2 separate regions of the Urocitellus parryii genome follow, and region 2 is linked to region 1. The links are chromatin contacts, called in public Hi-C maps. All regions are on one chromosome and are shown on one strand. Each heading gives the region's core, a stretch centred on a gene start, on an enhancer-like site or on the middle of the called end of the contact. The rest is flanking DNA. Distances are from core to core; before and after follow the strand shown.

Region 1 (5,982 bases), core at 2,048-4,547:
CCACAATGGCTGCCTTGCTGTTCCTAAAACACCAAGCAACTCTTGCCTCAAGGTCTTTGCATTTGTCTCTGCTCTTCCTTGAAGAGCATGCTATGTTCTGAATAGCTGAATCCCTCCAAAATTCCTATGTTGAAACCTAACTTCCAATATATTATGAAGTGGCATTTGAGAGGTGATTAGGCCATAAGGTTGGAGCCGTTATGCATGGGATTAGAGGACTTATAAAAGAAGTCCTAAAGAACTGCCTCACGTCTTAGTGATGTAAGGGCACAATAAGAAGGTGCCATCTATAAACCAGAAGGCGTTCATCAGACATAGAATCTGCCAGCACCTTGATCTTCCACTTCCCAGCCTCCAGAACTATGAGAAATGTCTGTTTTTGAAAGCTAAACAATTATGGTACTTTGTTATAAAAGCCCCCCAAAACTAGACTTACCTTCTCTGACCATATACTTATGTTTACCTGTTTTCCTTCTTACTAAGTTTTTTCCTAAGTTTCATGAGGTCAAGAGTATTGCTTTATATAAAGGACTACTCTTAGTGTTTAAAAATTCAGCAGACACCAAATAAATCTCTGTTGAATGAATAATAACAAAACTGGTAAGTGCACAGAATCAAGTCTCCACTTTGAGTATTCTATCTACTTTGTCCTGTTCCCAAATGTCTGTGTAGTTACCAAGAGACCTCTTAGCTAAGGCTTGAAAGTTATACATTAAAGACCTCAAACAGGCTGCATTTGTCTCTACCAAATATTTGGTCTCTGAAAGATTTCCAAGAAAAGTTAAGATTCAAATAAGGAACTTGTTCCAATCCATTTCTCTGATTAAAAGTTTCTTCTCACTTTCTGTCCAATTTCAATATAGTAGGAGAGAGAAACACAAATTAAAATAATTTTCTAAATTATTCTTTTCAATTCTACCTCGACAAAGAATCTTTTCCATTATCAATGCTTCTTTACTTCCCCATGTTTGCTCATACATTGAAGTGCTCTGGTTGTTCACACTGCTGAAGTAACTGAAAATTAAGCTTCATGAAATTATAAATGAAAACTATGAGAGTGCACATGCAATGCTGGATTACACAATTGGAAATTTTAAGCCCCTACTTCTAAAATTTTGTATACCTTAATCTCCAAGAATAACTGTAAAGCATCTTCAAGATTTTTTAAAATTAGGTTATGTATAAGCTACAGAATTTACCAATTAATTCTAAATAATTATTCTCTATATTAAAGGACTTCTCAAAAATTAGTCTTCAAACTTAGCTTAACTTGGGCTGGGGGTGTGGCTCAAGCGGTAGCCCACTCGCCTGGCATGTGTGCAGCCCGGGTTCGATCCTCAGCACCACATACAAAGATGTTGTGTCCGCCAAAAACTAAAAAATAAATATTAAAATTCTCTCTCTCTCTCTCTCTCAAAAAAAAAAAAACTTAGCTTAACTAATTATTATTACACATATTGCATCGTCATTTACTTTGAAATGACAAATATTTTGGAGCAGGAAATGGCACCAGATGACACTTCATAGTATTACAAAATTATTTGCAGATTAGAATTTTAAGAGTAAAATACTTTTGTTCTTTATAATTCTCAAAAATAAAAATTGTTAAACTCATGGTGCCATGACAACCTAGCAATTTTAGATTCAATGATGAAAATGCAATGCTGGAAAATTAAATTTCCACTTAATTGATTTAAATGAAAAATTAAATTTCCATTTAAAAGTTCAACAGTTCACCCAAACTTTTAGTAATCTAGGGGGGAATGTGCATTTCATCTAGTTAGTTAAATTCATCTTGAATGACAACTGTTGGTAAATTTCCTTTTTTCCCCCTGCTCGCATAACTATTTAAAGCATTGTATAAAGGACTAAAATGAGATTGTGTGAAATTCTTTCACTCTCCACAATTCTGAAGTCAGTGAAAAGTCATCTTTTTCTTGGCACAAAGTTTCATGTAGACTGAATAATTACCTTCACTCTTCCACCCTAGATGGTAGAAATAAAGGGCAACAAACGGATTTCACAAGTTAACGTTTCAAGCTAAACGAAAGGAAACCAAAGGAAAGACAAAGTAACAGATTCTGCGATAATAGCTGAGCATCTCTTCCAGCAGCACCCCAAGTAATCTACTGCCTTGAAAGTTTCATGGCTTCTCCTGTGAGTCCCAGGACCAACCTGGTGAAGGCTTCAATTCCTCCAGATTTCTAAACTGTGATAGGAACCCCTATCCAACAGGCTGAAAAGATTACAAAGTACAGTGCAAAACAAACACTTCTGCTATACAAACACTGGTCAAAATGCGAGCCTATGTTTCCCAGAAAGGAAGAGGAAAGGAGGCAGATGAAATAAGAATAAAAACCTCTACCCGCACTACTTTTCCTTCTTCCTCCTGTACAGTGGGAATGGGGACGGGGGAGAGGATCCTGCCCAGAATGCCAGAGCAAAGAGGAGGTATCACCACCGTCCAGCCTGTCACTGAGACCGGAACTTGAGAAGTTGGAACAAGGGTGAAAAACTGGAAAAGTGAACGAAACCCTTGCCACGCTACAGTTCCGAGGAGACGCCGGTGAATTGGGCTGAGGATGGCAGCAGAGCCGGGAGTGAGCACATCCAGTCCCCGGTATCCGGCTCCCTCGGAGGAACAGGATCAGAGTCCGCCTCCGCGCGCCTGTCCGCCCGGACCCGCGCGCTTTCGCTCTTACCTGCTGCACCCCGAGGAACTGGTAGAAGTTGAGCTGCACCTCCTCCACCAAGTCAAACAACTCTAGGTCGCCGCTCTCCCAGCCGCGCGCCGGCACCGCGGCCGCCAGCAGCAGCAGCGGCAGCAGCAGTGGGCACCGCGGCAGCGGGGTCGAGAACCGCACGAGCCTGCGGCGCTGAGGAACCCGCGCCAGCCCGGAGCTGGGAGCAGACATCGCTCGGGGCTCGGAAAGGTCACCCGCCACGCAGTGCTGTCGGCCGAGACCCAAGACGTGGCGGGCAGCGCCGGCTGTGGGAGCTGTGCCTGTCAGTCAGAAGAGCGGGCAGCCTCTCGAGAGTCACCAGCCAGGCGGCCGGTGCCAGCTGGAGCACAGGAACGGTGGGAGCGGACGACCGGACCCGCGGGTGCGCGGGCGGGGCCGCAGCCGGCTCTCCCTTCCGGGGACCCTCACCCACAGGCCTACAAACAGCTGGAGAGCCAGCGCCTGGGCGCTGAGGTTTCAGAGGGGGAGAGGCTTCCCCTCGCCTCAGCCTATCGCAGGCCTCGCTTCCGGTGACATCACGTTTCCTAGCAACTGCGGAGAGGGGCGGGGCCGGAAGTAAGGACGCTAAGCGCCCCAGATCTAGGCCTCCCGGAGAGTTGTCTCTGGCGCTTGCGCTCAGCTAGGAAGTGTAAAGTGTGTTTACACAGGTCTTTTAAAAGATTGGACAGTTAAACATCACGCATCCACCAGGAAGATCCCACCTGTAGGTTTCCGTTTTGCCCTCCCCTATTGAACACTAAAAGCATAAAGAAGCCTGAATATCGATTGTAGCTTTTATTCCATACAGCACAGGTAGGAGGAATTGAACCAATACCTAAAACAGGAGACAAACGTAGTGAGTAGTCTACAGTTTTTTTGTTGTTGTTTCATCTCCAGTCTTGTCTTTTTTTTTTTTTTTTTTTTTTTTGAGACAAGTCTCATTGACTTGCTTAGAGCCTCACTAAGCTGCTGAGGTAGCTTCCAACCTGCCATCCTCCTGCCTCAGCCTTCACAGCTGCTAGGATCACAGATGTGCGCCAAGACACCAGTTTTAGGGTATCTTTTTGAGAGAAGAAACAGAAAAGGAATCCTAACCAAGACAAAAAGTATAGCTCAAATTATGAATTAAGATTTACCAGCATAACACCATAAAATAGGCAATTGGGAGAATTCACAATGGTGACTCAATCATAGTCTCAGAAGTGTAGTTTATCCACTTTGGAGTTCTTTTCTTGATTGAGAAAAGAAAGACATCTAGGGCTAAAAACCTATTTTTTTCTTTTTTTCCGTAACAATGTCTCACCTTCTGGTCTTGTGTTGTTTCTGTTCAGTGCCTTTTAAATATTTTTCCTCCACCACTATTGTTCTCTTATGTAAACTTTATTTCATTTTACCTTTCTCACATTTCTCCTCTCTCATTTCCTACTGTTATTGAAAAAGTAAGTGCAAACAAACAAACAAAAAGCTTGCCTAAGTTGAAGTGCTTGAGTTAGATAAATTTGGTCCCTTGCTTTTTCACTTCTTGGATCTGGCCTTTTAAATCTAGCACAACAGGGTTATTGTTGTTATAGTTGTTGTTGTTGTTATTATTATTATTATTATTATTAGGTATTGGGGATTGAACTCCAAGTGCACTTGAGCACTGAGCTACATCCCCAGCCCTATTTTGTATTTTATTTAGAGACATCTCACTGAGTTGCTTAGTGCCTTGCTTTTACTGAGGCCGGCTTTGAACTCATGACCCTCCTGCTTCTGCCTCCTGAGCTGTTGGAATTACAGGCAAGTGCCACTGTGCTATCCTCAACAGGATGATTATAACCCTACTTTTGCTTTCATAGTAAGAATAAATTATGTTTGATAAAAGTTAAAGACTATTAGGTTGCAACTCTTAGGACTTAGCATAGAGTTTGAATAATTTTTAAATGTTATAAACAAATGCAAGTATATCTTGCTTTAAAATAATACATATTCTTGAATTCACCATATTTTAATCTATCATGAAATTGGCCTTTCAAAGATGCCAGAGCAGGAGTGTCTAAGTCTTCTGTAGCTGCTATAACACAATATTTCAGACTGGGTGACTTACACAACAGTATTTCACAACAGTTCTGAAATTTGGGAAGTCCCAGGTCATGGTGCCAGCATGCCTAGGTTGTGGTAAAGAGCCCCTGTTTCTCAGTTGGCTGCCTTCTTGTTATATCCCCACATGGCCAGGAACAGTGAGGGGTACAGAGACATCTTATATTTCATATAAAAAGGCACTAATTCCTCATAAACTCCTATAAACCATCCAAGGACCCCACCGCCAAATTCCATGTCATTGGAGATAAGGGCTTCAGCATATGACTTTCAGGAGGACACCACATTTAATTCATAGTAAGAGATACTACCTTGTCTGTGTATCTCCAGTGCTGAGCATAATGTATAGTATCTGACAGTAACCAATTAGTTGAGATGAATCTTGCAAATACCTGCTACCACATTTTCCTTACTATGATTTTTAGGTTTTTTTTTTCTTGTGATGTATAAGTTTTCTTAAAGGAAAAGTCATCTTCACCAAGTCCCTAAATAAACATCAAAATAATCTGAAAGCTATGGTGTTAAGCATTACTTTTATGTAACATCCTAGCATCCATATTTTCTTATTTAATCATTAGATGATAAAATAAGAAGTGCAACATAACATTTGAAACTGGTACCATATTGCCACAAATCCAGGAATCTTACCCTGATCTTTTGGGAGCTATTATTTCCCTCTTGATCTGTAACCTTATATTGTCAAAGTTCTGCCAGGGACATATTCTATCTACACGGAGACCATCCCTTTTTAGGGCTAAGCAGACACAAAATTGGCATCTCTTCAGTATAGTGCTTCTCACTGACATAAGGTATTTCTCTTGAAGATTCCTTTTCCTCAGTTCCAATAACACTAGTCCACTCTGAGATGATGTACTTGCTGGTCCAGGACCCTGCCAAAATCACAGTGACATTCATGTTATAAACTCTTAGTTTGGCATCTTCACATACTTAGTCATTATGCCACAAGGAACTATGCATTGAATGACTCTTCTTTTGCTAATGCCTGAACTTAATGAACTTATCACCATGAGCTGTTTTCTTTCTTTTTTTTTTTTTAGAGAGAGTGAGAGAGGAGAGAGAGAGAGAATTTTTAATATTCATTTTTTAGTTCTTGGCGGACACAACATCTTTGTTGGTATGTGGTGCTGAGGATCGAACCCGGGCCGCACGCATGCCAGGC
Region 2 (5,982 bases), core at 1,374-3,873, 240 kb after region 1:
TAAAAAAGAAAATATTTGAATTCACAAAGTTAACAAATGCAGCAATAAGGCCTTTGGTGAAAGCTGACCACTGAGAGCCTATAAAAAATCCCAGTTCATTTTAATTGTAATTACAGTACAGGGACCAATATTAAGTTGGTTTCTAAAACAAATTTAAGAATAAAAATATTAACCAATTCAAAGTATATGATGTGTTTTGAAACTTTAAGACATTGTTCTTGACATAATTTCCAGATTCTCAAAAAAGAAAAAATTATTAGTACCCTATACTTAATATTAGCAGTTTATATGGCAAGATAATTTATTAACATGAATATGTTTTAATATTGTTATTTTTAGCTGCACATAATTGTTCTTTTTAAAGGCTATTTATAGGACAAATTTAGTCTATTGGCTTTGAGTCTGCAGATTTTTTTTAAGTTTAATGTAAATTCCAATACTTTTTCAGTGATTAAAGCAAAAATTTTAAAGATTTTTTTCCACACTTGTAGAATATGTTTATACATAGTTTTTTTAACAATCTAAAATGCATTGACTTTATGGTTGCCACCAAGAAAGTCTACATCTGAGTAATCATGAGCAAATATGTCTTTTAATGATCATACTTTTCTATTTCAATGACTTGTCAAAGATACACATAATTTACATTCAAACAAATGTTTAATCCTGTGCCTTCTTTGAAGGTAGTTGAAATAAATGTACCTGCAGCAGGAAAATGCAGTTTTTCCAGCATCAGAAAAGTATGTTTAAAATTTTTGTGTGAGCTGGAAATGTACCCAGCACTTGGGCCTAACACATGAATATATTCAGGCAGAAAAGTACAAACATCCTCTAAAAGAAAGTACTTACATATGGGCAAGAGAGTAACAGGACAGTTATTATGGAAACAATCCTCATGAATTTCCTAAGTTCTATGCCCACAAACTCACAACCACTTGTGTTTACTCTTCTCTTTTAAAATAACATTTAAAAATCCATGCTCAGGCATTAGTACTTTCTTGTTTGACACTAAATTAAATATGATTAGAGTTCTAGACTCAAATTCTACTAGGGTATTAACAATCAGTACTATACTGGGTCATAAAACATGTGTAATAAACATAATGAGGTTGGGTGTTAATATTGTTTAACATTTACACAGTTCTTCTCTGCAAAATATTCCCTGTGTAAATCAGATTAGTGGAAACTTTTCAACTGACAGTTTACTACGGATGAGAAGTAAGGAATTTAGAAAGAAAATGAGAGATGGGAAGAAAAGATGAACATGATTAATAGGTGTTTGTCTCATAAAGACCTTAGGGGGACTTTTAAACCTTTCATTGCTGCTATACTCTCTCCAAGTGCACGTGCCTTTCAAAGCTTTCAAAGTAGGACTGAGTAGTTACTCAACCTGTTACTGACGCTAAATTATTCCATTTGCGTCCCATTACTGTGAAATGAATTACTCACTACATATTGATGCAAGATTTAATTTTGGCTGTATTCATTAAAAATGTTTTCCCAAATAGGTACCAAATTATGCCAAAGAAGAAAAGGTTTCACCTTGACTCTAACGTTGCAAATAATCTCCCCTGAAGACTAAAACACATTTCTTGTTCCGTAGCCCTTCCCTCCATCCTTCAAAAACTTGTAGTTTTTACTTTTCCAGTTCTAATAATATAATAATAACAACAACCTAATTTACTTTACTTCGCTTTTTTTTTTTTTTTTTTTTAAAGAATCTCTGCTGCTCTCCAAACCAACTTTGTCGAAATACAGGGGAAGTTAAACTTTATACAGAATTTAAATCTTTAAAGTTATGGATATCTGAGACAGCAACTCACTTCTAATAAAGATCCTGCCATTACAAGCCGTACTTTACTAACAAGTGTCTTAATATATATTTATGAAGATTCGATTGAGTAATTAAACCTGGACCCACAGATGTACTGAATTCAGTAGCACAAATTTGTCTTGCAGTTTGCCTTCGAAAGGTGTTTATTTGCAGTGGTATATAATTTTTAAAATAATCCGGTCAAATCTGTTCATGAATAATTTATTAATCTCCCAATTGTTGAAGAACGGTACGCTCACGCGCGCTCTTTATGGATGTAGCTCTGTGTACACACACACCACGCAGGAAAGAGATGACAAGGGAAAGGTGAAAACAAACCAGATGTCTACGGTCTCGCTCCTAAAAGGGCAGTGCTTCATAGTCCAACTGGTGAGTTACAAAACCCCACAAAAATAAACAAAACCAGCTGCCTTAAATCGCGGCTCCCCGCAGGATTTCGCGCTGGGTGAGGAGCCGCGAGGGCGTAGTTGGCCGGGAGGTGGGGGCCGGCCCGGACGCGGTCCGCCACCTCCCCAGGGGCTTTCGGGGAACCTAGCGGTGACCACCCTGTGTGAGCGCCGAGTGGAGAGAAAGCGCCCAGCGCGTTCACAAAGCGCCCGTGGCCGCCCCTCTAGCGGAGGCTCTGCAGCTCCAGCGGCTGGCTCAGAAGGAAGGGCTGGACGGAAGCGGGGGCTGGGGGCGCGGAGGCCGCCGGGCAGGCGGGGAGGCCCGGGGCGGGGAGGCCCTGCAGCCCGCGCCGCCGCCCCGAGCCGCGTGCGCGCGCGGCCGCATCAGCTGAGCGCGCGGCGCGTGTCACGTGGTGCGCATGTCGAAGGTCACGGCGCGCTCACAATGGAGCTCTCGGAGTCTGTGCAGAAAGGCTTCCAGATGCTGGCTGATCCCGGCTCCTTTGACTCCAACGCCTTCACGCTTCTCCTCCGGGCGGCTTTCCAGAGCCTGCTGGACGCCCAGGCGGACGAGGCCGTGTTAGGTAAGCAGCTCGACTCGGAGCTGGATCGGCCTGGGTGGAGGGGGCGCTTGGAGGAGAAGAGCGAGAGGGGGAAAGCCCCGGGAAGAGGAAGTCTCCGGGCTCTGCCCTTCGCTCCGGACGGAGTGTGGAGACGTGACTCTTCCAGGACCCAGAGCGGACCCTGAGCATTGTTCTGTCCCCTCTTGGCACCTGCACACAGCCGGGTACACGTTCTTGGCCCGATTTCCCTCCCAGTCTCTTTGTTCCTTTCTTCGTAAAGCCCGTGTTCAAGTCTTGTTTGTGGCCTAAACATCTAAGGTTTTCAGACTGGTCTGAGACAGTGGCTCTTTTGACACTTGGACTTCATCAGAGGAGCTCCTTGTAATTCAAGCTTCCTGGACTAGGCTAGCAAAGGTTTAAAAGGTCTCTTCCCTAAGCATTTACTAGTTCAAGTAGTGTTGACATATTCCGACCAGGAGAATACCTCGGGTTCCTATTATCTCTCCAACACTCCTGCTCAGTGTGTTTTACACCGGTTCTTCCCCTAGATCCCTTAAATAGGATGCATAATGTTTTGTTCCGCACCAGTTACCAGAAGGCGAGTCTCTTAAGAGGTCTCATCAGCGATTGCGGAGTGCAGTGTCAGTATGGACTAGGAGAATATTTTAAGACAGACCGCTTTTAGATAATTTTCTTAAATGTATCAACAATTCAAATTTTTGTGTTTTTTTCCCTGTAGTTCATGAACTAGACACTTGTGCAAAAAAATATGAAAGTGGAAGTTCTTCAAACTAAAATAGTAACCACCACCTGGGTAAATCTCAAAAGGAAAAAAAAAGATGACTGTCAAAACCTGAAAATACTGTTGGAATTTTGAAATTTCTATTTTATATTCTGAATTCATGCTCTCCTTTCCACCTCTCTTGATGTATTAATGTCCACGGAGCCATTTACCCTAAAGTTTCATTATTTTTAGAGTGAAAGTTATCATAAAATTTTCATCATGTAAAATGTTTATCTTGTTTTTCCCTTTGAATTTACTTCAGTGTTAGAATGACCACTGTATAGTTATTTTTTCTTTGGGAGCCATGTTTTTTAAAAATAATAAAATGCTAAGGCAAAAGAAGGTAATTGAAAACAGATTAAAGGCAGGATTATTGATGTGTTCTCTTTATTGTTTTGCAATTGACCTTGCAGCTCATCTCATTTCCATAAAATTGACAGTTCCTAAAGTTGAATTATTTTTGTTATCTTGTTAAAGGGGATTTTTATCTAAATTAAAATATCCTTTTTGGAAATATGACTGTAAAGAACTTATTATCACAGGCATCATTGGCAATTAATTCATTTTAGATCACCCAGACTTGAAACATATTGACCCTGTGGTTTTAAAACATTGTCATGTGGCAGCTGCAACTTACATACTGGAGGCAGGAAAGCACCGAGCTGACAAGTCAACTCTAAGGTACAGGATTTATTTAAATACTCATTTATTTTCAAATAATATCTTTATGATTGCAATTTCAGTTTTTAAAATGCAGACTAAACTTTGGCATTTCCCTCCCTCTAGCACATATCTAGAAGACTGTAAATTTGACAGAGAGCGAATAGAACTGTTTTGCACAGAATATCAGGTTTCTTACTTTGAATTTTTAAATTAACAATTACCACTTTTTCTTTTTCACTATTTACAAAGATGTGTTTTCTTTTTCTTTTTTTCCCCTCTCCCCAGAATAATAAGAATTCTCTAGAAATCCTACTGGGAAGGTAGGTTCTGTATAAGGTGTCAAGCTGAGGCACTTTTCACTTGCAGGTATGAATGGAGAATGCTGGTGTGAAACAAAATAATGCAAAAAAACTGGGATCCTGACCCAAAGAAAAAGGCCAAAGGGCAAATGAAACAATTGAAGTTAAGCTAATGTTTTAAAGATAAAAGATAATTGAGATAATTTTATAATGCTTTTACTCTTTAGAATTTGAAATGAAGTTTAACAATGTTTTAAATTCAGAATGGATTAAAAGGAGATGAGGAAGTGGTAGACATTCTTAGCAAAAGATAAATACTGAAAAGTTTTCTGTAGATACCATATACAATTATCATTGTATCTTTCAGTATAGGTAGATCTCTCCCTCATATAACTGATGTTTCTTGGCGCTTGGAATATCAGATAAAGGTAAAGTTTAGCAAACTGTTCTCCAAAGGGATTTAGGGAACTTTTTAGAAATAATTACTAACATGTACATGTTGTATTGTTTTAGACCAGTCAACTTCATAAAATGTACAAACCTGCATATTTGGTGACGTTAAATGTAGAGGTATGTATGGACAACCCCTGTCTAAAAATGAAATATGTAATGAAAATTTAAATTTTCTTGATTTAAATAAACAGCATTTTTTCTTCCCTAGAACACTGATTCCCAATCCTACCCAGAGATTAGTTTTAGTTGCAGCATGGAACAATTACAGGTACAGTATTAGTATCTTTGAATATGCTCCTTTATAAAGAGAATTATGGTGTGGAAAGTTTAATAGAGAAATAACCAGTTGTCAGCAGATAAATGACTCTTGGTTAAGAAGAAGATGAGAAAGGGGCTTGAAAAGCAATATTTTAACATGGACTTCACTTTGGAAATGAAGATGTTACTAGTAGTCTATAGTGCTCTTCCTTCTAATTAAAAAATATTTCTAAAGTGTAATGTTTAGTGTAAATTCCTGCAATTCATGAGGTTGATTAAGTAAGATACAGTAAAATTAAAAGCATGACTTTGAAAATATCTTCTTTCCTCTCAGAAATTGAATTAAACTTCAAAATTGGGTTGTTAAGCAGCAGTTTTAAATGATTTTTATGAAAAGTATGATGTTAAAATTTTATACTGCCAGTGTAAGATTGGGAAAATTGAAAAGTACATTGATTGATGGGCATAACAACGAATTTATTTCTTAGTACTTAAAAAATGCAGATCAGTCTTGGAAACTTAGATAAAAATGAAACTTTCAAAGACATGTCCTGCAGTCATCTCAATGTAACAAACTTTAAACTTTCTACACACACACACACACACACACACACACAGCATAACCTTCGTTAGATAACTTGAGACATTTAATTTAGATACACCGTGCAGTTAAGAGGATTCCATAAGAAATCATGTTTCAAACTGAGGGCAAATATCCGATTTGAAGATATTTTAGGGAAAA

Evidence for each region. Hi-C and Micro-C count contacts between places; a contact is called where the count stands out from the background.
Region 2: a Hi-C map of muscle shows a contact between it and region 1, with 5 times the contacts expected there. The contact joins the promoter of Commd3 here to the promoter of Dnajc1 in region 1. A contact is called at or near these places in 2 of 2 Hi-C or Micro-C datasets (liver and muscle).

What each region holds. Positions count from the first base shown.
Region 1 is chr9:63,746,483-63,752,464 of mUroPar1.hap1, forward strand. It overlaps Dnajc1 (DnaJ heat shock protein family (Hsp40) member C1), which reads right to left and starts at 3,298. Exons shown (of 12, transcript XM_026402388.2): 1 at 2,703-3,298. The coding sequence starts at 2,915.
Region 2 is chr9:63,988,607-63,994,588 of mUroPar1.hap1, forward strand. Commd3 (COMM domain containing 3) reads left to right here and starts at 2,624. Exons shown (of 8, transcript XM_026402374.2): 1 at 2,624-2,804; 2 at 4,137-4,248; 3 at 4,354-4,417; 4 at 4,516-4,550; 5 at 4,897-4,957; 6 at 5,043-5,099; 7 at 5,191-5,250. The coding sequence starts at 2,666.